Regions from separate parts of the Oryctolagus cuniculus genome. Here region 2 is linked to region 1. The links are chromatin contacts, called in public Micro-C maps. All regions are on one chromosome and are shown on one strand. Each heading gives the region's core, a stretch centred on a gene start, on an enhancer-like site or on the middle of the called end of the contact. The rest is flanking DNA. Distances are from core to core; before and after follow the strand shown.

Region 1 (2,820 bases), core at 139-2,638:
CCTAAACCAGAAACTCCTGTCACTGTGCAGAAATCCTGAGGCCACACTCCCAGGCCAAAGTGCATGGGGTCTCTACTGGGCAGAGCCAAGGGCTCGGGCACAGGGATGTTTGCGGGTCACTGGATTCCAGGAAGTTAGACCACAGCGGTCCCCAGCTTCTCAGGCTGTGGGCCCAGTTTCGCTCTGGCCTCTATTGATCTTGACTTGTGGCCAAGTGCGGGAGACTCGCCCTCACGCTGTGTCTGGGTCCTCGGGGCGACCTACATGCCTGCTGAGGAGGGTGCAAGGCTGTGCCAGGCTCAGCACAGGCCAGTCCCCCCGGAGCCTGGAGCGCCAGGCACACAGGCTGCCAGCCCGGGCAGCTCCGGGGAGGGCGAGGCAGCCGATGCCAGGGCTTCTGCCGTCAGCCCCACCACCAAACCGGTCCACCAGCGATGGAGGCGGGGCTTGGAGGAGCAGGAGGCAGGGCCCCCAGCAGAAGAAGCCACGCGGGACACAGTATCAGGCCCTTCCTTCTGCCTTGTCCCTGGACATTTCCACTGGACTCTCCAGATCCTCACTCCCTCGAGGCATGAAACTGGGGGCCCCAGGGAGCCCTCGCAGGTGCACGCTGCTGGCCACCAGCTCGTGCCACCCGGGGCTGGGACTAATCTGTTCACAGACATCTTCTGCTCCAGCACAGGCCTCTTGATCCCAGGGACAGCATCTCAGCCTTTCTCCTGCATGGGACCAAGCCCACAAGGAGGCACGGAGCAGGTGCGGAGCGAGGCCCCCCCCAACATTCGCCCAGCTGTGCCCAGACTCCACACCTGGCCCTCCTCCCCCGCTTACGCTCAGCCCTCTTTCCAGAGCCAGGGGCACCTCCCTGTCCTACTGCCAGAGAAGAGGGCAGGGGAGGTGCCCTGGGAGAAACCTCCTCCCTGTGTGTCCCCTGCTCGCCACAGGGCCTGGCAGAGAGAGAAGCTGGGGAGAGAGGAGGAAGTGAGTCAGCTCCTTGCAGAAATGGGAAGGAGGAGGGGCCAGCAGAAAGGACATCAGGGGGCAAAGGGCACGGGGACCAAAAAGGTCACGACGGGGGAAGCAGGCCCCAGAGGCGCTGTGGGGACCACAGAGCAGAGGATGGTTATGGGGGACAAATTCAGCAGTGCCACTTCCCGCCAAGGCTGAGGGGCCCCTGTAGGCCCCAGAACCTGCTTCTGGCAGACCCGGCCCCACCTGAGGATGGAATCCAAGGCGCTCCCTTCCTGACTCATATGGGGCTGGAGGAAGTGAGGCCTCGTGGGCCTGGCGAGCCTGGTGCTCTCCTCACCCAGGCGGCGTCTCTGCCGTCCCAGGCCTCCTCCCACTGCCTCTCCTGAGTCCTGCTGTGCCACAAGTCCAGCTCCCTCTCAACCTGGTCCCCCAGGGAGGCAGATGCTGTGTCTCCTGTAGGGGACTGCAATGGGGGTGAGCCCCCTAGAAGGGAAGCTGGGGCTGCCCCAGCCACGCCCCTGCCCTCACAGGGAGCCCCTGCCCGTGGGAGCTGTCCCCGGGCTTCAGCTGGGATCTGTCATTCTGACCCAGGACAGCAGTTGCTATGCAGATCCCCAGGCTGCTGACAACCCAGCAGGCAGGCAGCCCTGGGAACTTGGCCCAAGGGAAGAAAGAGCCTTGCCCCCTGCCGGCTACACTCCCGCCCCTCGGAGACCTGCAGCTGGACGCTGTGGCTCCCACAGAACCCTGGGTCTCCTTCTCATCCTAGCCTGGCGCCCCTGCTGGGGCTCCCGTGCAGGGAAGAGGGCAGGCTGCCCCTGCGACCCCTCTTCCCCAGGCCCATGGATGCATACAGGACCCATCTCTTGTCCACGCCTGTGGGATGCCATTCTCAGGCACACAGGAAACAGAGTCTGTGGGTGGGCGCAGGACGTGGTCATGTCCTACAGACAAGGGACCGAGGCCAGGAGCCAACACTGAGCTAAGCGAGGTGGACCAGGCAGAGGACAGGAAACGGCCCTCACTCCTTCAACAGATACCCACAGCTCTCAGGCTGCAGCGCTGCTGAAGTCACTGGATAACTATAATCCCGAGGAGAGGGTGCGGTGCGCAGTGGGAGGGCCAGGCAAGGGTGCCCAGAGGAAGTGCCAGGCAAACTGGGGCCAAGGTATGTGGGCGTCCACGCCAGGCAGGGCAGAGCAGCTCAGACAGAGAACGGCACGGCGGGGAGAGAGAGAGAACCCACCGCCCGCTAGGCCCTCTGCTGGGCTACAGTCCCCGTCTCTGACCTCGCATGCACAGAGGGGAAACCACAGTGCACAGACCTGTGCCATGCGGAGGAGCCTGTCCTGGGTCAGAGGTGACCCCCAGCTGGGTGGGGCCTGGCCGCCGCAAGTGCCACAGAGATCAGCGAGGGCCAAAAGAGGCGAGAGGGGCAAAGTCCTTGCCTCTCAGCCCAGATGAGTCAGGGGCAACAGGGCATCCCTCCTCCACCCTGTGGGGACCGCACCTGGATGCTGCCGGGGCAGGTGCTCCTCCCTCGCTAGGGCTTCCCTCGCCTTCCTCCGCTCCCACCAGACTGAGTCTGCCTGCTGCCACTCGGGCTCTCCGGCTCCTGCTCCGGCTGAGCCTCTGGAGCACTGAGCGCCGGCACCATCCAGAGGGCTCCGCCCTCCCGCCTCCCATTTGCCTGGCGGGAAAGGCCTCCTGACTCCTGATGGGGGTTCACAGGGCTGTCCTGACCCTGCCTCCTCTCTCCTACCCAGCAGGCCAGCCTGGGTCCCAGCCCCGCGTGTCCCTTCAGGGCTGAGGGTGCTCCTGCAGCCGGATTACCCTCAGCCTGTCCTC
Region 2 (3,200 bases), core at 40-2,539, 400 kb after region 1:
AAATGTGTTGAATACACACGTAGGAACAGGCGAAATCAGGTAGGCCTAAAGAGTTCGAATAAATCCCAACAGCGTCCCCACTTCTGCGTCCTGACATCTCCCCGCTCAGAGGCTGTAAGTAAACATTCTGCACAGATATTCGGTGGCAATCGCTGCCCTGGCCCTGAGCTTCGGACCAAGTGGAGGCAGGTGCCGCTCTGGGGCCGGCAGGCCAGGTACTCAAGTTGCTAGGACACCTGGGGCTGAGACAGGGCCCCCCACAGGAGTCCCTACTGCGGCACAGCTAAACCCATCCGTTGCTTTTAAACCTGCTCCCCTCGTGCTGTCTAGACTGTAGCGTTCGGACAGATTTGGAAGAGGTGCGAGAAGAAATGGGCAACATGGCCCACGTCTGTTTGCCGTCACCCACCTGCTGAGGGCGATCTTCTGGTGGAGCAGAAAGCCCCGCTCGTAGGGCCACGGAAGGCCGGCTTCGAGCCACTCGCGGCAGCGCAGCACCGGCGAGATGCAGGCGGCGCCGGTCACGTAGCTTGAGGAGCCGCACTCGCCCAGGTAGGACAGCAGCAGCGCCGAGCCCGAGCCCTCGCTCACCGCGAACAGCGGGGCCGCAGGGTGTCGGAAGCGGATGTAAGTGACCGCCTCCTTGAGGTCCGACGGGTCCCCGAAGGACTGCAGCCGGGGGCTGACCAGCGGGCAGCCGTTGTGGCCGCGGCGGTGGAAGATGACCGGGTAGTAGCCGCGTTCCATGGCCAGCAGGCAGAGGCCCAGCACATTGCGGGTGAGGCGCCCCCACGCATTGGGGATCACCAGCAGCACCGCCCGAAAGCCCCCGGCGCCGGTGACCCGGCGGCCCTGAGCGCAAGGTCCTACGACCCAGTCCAGGGCCACCAGCCCGTCGTCTGCCAACTGCAGGTACTCCCGGGCCAGCTCAGGCCCGGGCCCGGCCGGCAGGACGAAGTGGACGAGGGTCTGCAGGTGGGGCCCGGAGAGCCAGGAGCGCGGAGCCGGCCCCAACGCAGCCGAGCGCCGCAGCACGCGCAGCAGGCATTGGGCCAGCGCCGACGGCTTACAAAGCAGGCTGCAGCCCCCCGGCAGCGGCTCGCGCCCGTCGCCGAACTGATCCGAGGGGCCTCCGCCGGCTGCCTCCTCCTCGCCGTCTTGGCCCGGAGCCCGCGGCCGGGTCCTGGCTCCGACGGCGCGCCTCCAGGGGCGCCCAAGCCGCGGGCCGAGCAGGAGGAGCAGGGTGAGAACGGCCAGGCACAGCGCCAGGACAGCGGCCCACGGCGGCATGGCGAGGCACGGAGCCCCCGGCGGGCAGGCTGCAGCGGGCCGCCCCCGCGCCGAGCTCGCCTCTGTGTCCGCGGCTCCGCCTGGCGCCCAGAGCCCTCTCGCGCGGGCGGGCGGGCGGGCGCCCTTCGGATTGGCTGCGGCCCCGCAGAGGCAGCCAAAGGGCTCCCGCCCGGGCCCTTTGTACAGCGATTGCGACAAGCAGGGGCACAGGGTGAAAGCGGCCGGGGCGAGGGGGAGGGTGCGAACGGAGGGGGCGGGAGCCCGAGGCTCGCGGGCCGGGGGCGAGCACCAGAGGCCCCCACCCCTCGGCCTAACGCGGCCTGCGGCAGGCGGGAGAGACCCTGTGTCGCTGCTCGCGGCTGCTCCCCGCGGCTCCCAGGGTCCCGCGCTCGCAGACCTCAGTGTGGGTCTCGGCCCCGCCAGACCCCGCAACGGCACAGTCACGCGGCGGCGGCGGCGGGGTGAGAGGAGGGTGGCCCCCGACAGCGGGTTTGCGGCGAGACGGTGCCCGCACCCGTGCGACGTCCCGCTGGCTCCGCGAGGAGCCCGGCGAGCGGGGAAGAGCGAGGAAGGCTTCACCGGGTATAAACAGCCCCACGCCCCCGAGAGCGAGCGGGGCGCCCTGCGAGGGGTGAGAGTCCGCCGGCGACGGCAGCCCTGCGGGAGGGCGGGGAGCCCCTGCGAGCCAGGAGCCAGGAGCCAGGAGCCCGCTCCTGCAGGACTCCGAAGTCTGGGGCCGGACACCCCAACTCTCGCTCTGCAAATCCTGCAGAGGACAGCAGAGCCGACGCCCGGCTGACGGGCAAGCCCGGCCGGTGCGTCCCGTTAGGGCGAGGCCTGGCACTTCGCCACCTCCCGGCCGCCAGTGCCTCTCTGGCCGCCGCCGGGCGAGCGACGACTGCAGGGGCCGGGGCAGGCCGAAGTGTGTGTGTGTGTGTGTGTGTGTGTGTGTGTGTGTGTGTGTGTGTGGCGGGGTGGGGGTGGCGCAGCATCGCCCGGGCCAGCCCCGGCCTCGGGACCCCGGGGCCTGATGTGCTAGGGCAGCCCAGGCCGTGTGGCAAAGTGCCGCTCCCGCTCCGGCAGGTCGGACTTGGGGAGCCTGGTTGCGGGTCACAGAGGAGCCCGCCGATCACCTCCAAGAGTCCCACTTCCCGCCCTCGCCCCTGCTCCAGAATCCCCCGCAGGCCCTGCAGCTGCTCTCCGCAGGCCACGGGGCCGCGCAGGGACGAACCCCTGGGCGAGAGAGGTGGTCCTCCTCCTGCCCCGCAGCGCGCTCAGCCCCCAAGCTCAGACTCCTAACTTTTCCGGCTTGGGGTTTAGCACGCGAGCGCGCACGCTCGGCTGCTGGGGGCGGGCGAGGGGCGGGGCGGGGGCGGGGCGGGGGGCGCGCGCGACCGGGGTCTACGTGGGCGCGCGGGCGGCGCTGGGGCGCAGGGGCGCGGGGGCGCGGGGGCAGGGCGGGGCGGGGCGGCGAGCCGGGCCCCGGGTGGGCTGGGATGGCGCCTCCTCCTCCTCCTTCGCCCCAGCTGCTTCTCCTGGCCGCCCTGGCGGGGCTCCTGGGTCCCGGCGAGGTAAGGCGAGCCGCTCCCGGGAAGCCTTCCGCCCGGGCCCGGGATCTCAAAGCGCTTTGCCAGAAGTTCGCCCTGGAAGGAGTGGCGTGCTCCGAGGGGACTCCGTACTGGCGGGCTGGGCCTGGGGACGGAGCGGGCAGGGCCCTCGCAGAGGCCAGCGCCCCAGCTGGTCGCTTTGGACCCACAGGTGGTGACTGGGCCGGCGGAGGAGGCAGGAGTCGGCTGTCCGGAGGGCCTGTGGCCTCTGCCCCCACAGGTAGGAGTCCTGGAGAGCAGGAGGGTGAGAGGGGTGTGAAAGGGGAGCCGGGTCCTGCTCTGGCCGCGCCCCACGCGCACCCT

The links. A called contact is a pair of places that touch in the nucleus more often than the background predicts.
Region 2: a contact with region 1 is called in a Micro-C map of ear pinna, with 2.3 times the contacts expected there. The contact joins the promoter of ABHD15 here to the enhancer-like site in region 1. A contact is called at or near these places in 2 of 6 Hi-C or Micro-C datasets (ear pinna and an unstated tissue).

What each region holds. Positions count from the first base shown.
Region 1 is chr17:44,634,658-44,637,477 of mOryCun1.1, forward strand. The region is part of intron 2 of MYO18A (myosin XVIIIA); the gene reads right to left. Among named protein-coding and RNA genes, the nearest start is that of MYO18A, 22 kb to the right of the region's middle. Within about 2 kb of position 1,389, at least 4 of the 8 cell types and tissues checked have an H3K27ac peak or open chromatin away from gene starts, as enhancers often do. A contact at or near this core is called in ear pinna, where this site is marked.
Region 2 is chr17:45,031,183-45,034,382 of mOryCun1.1, forward strand. It overlaps ABHD15 (abhydrolase domain containing 15), which reads right to left and starts at 1,290. Exons shown (of 2, transcript XM_002718908.5): 1 at 410-1,290. The coding sequence starts at 1,290. TP53I13 (tumor protein p53 inducible protein 13) reads left to right here and starts at 1,289. Exons shown (of 7, transcript XR_011383614.1): 1 at 1,289-1,921; 2 at 3,049-3,117.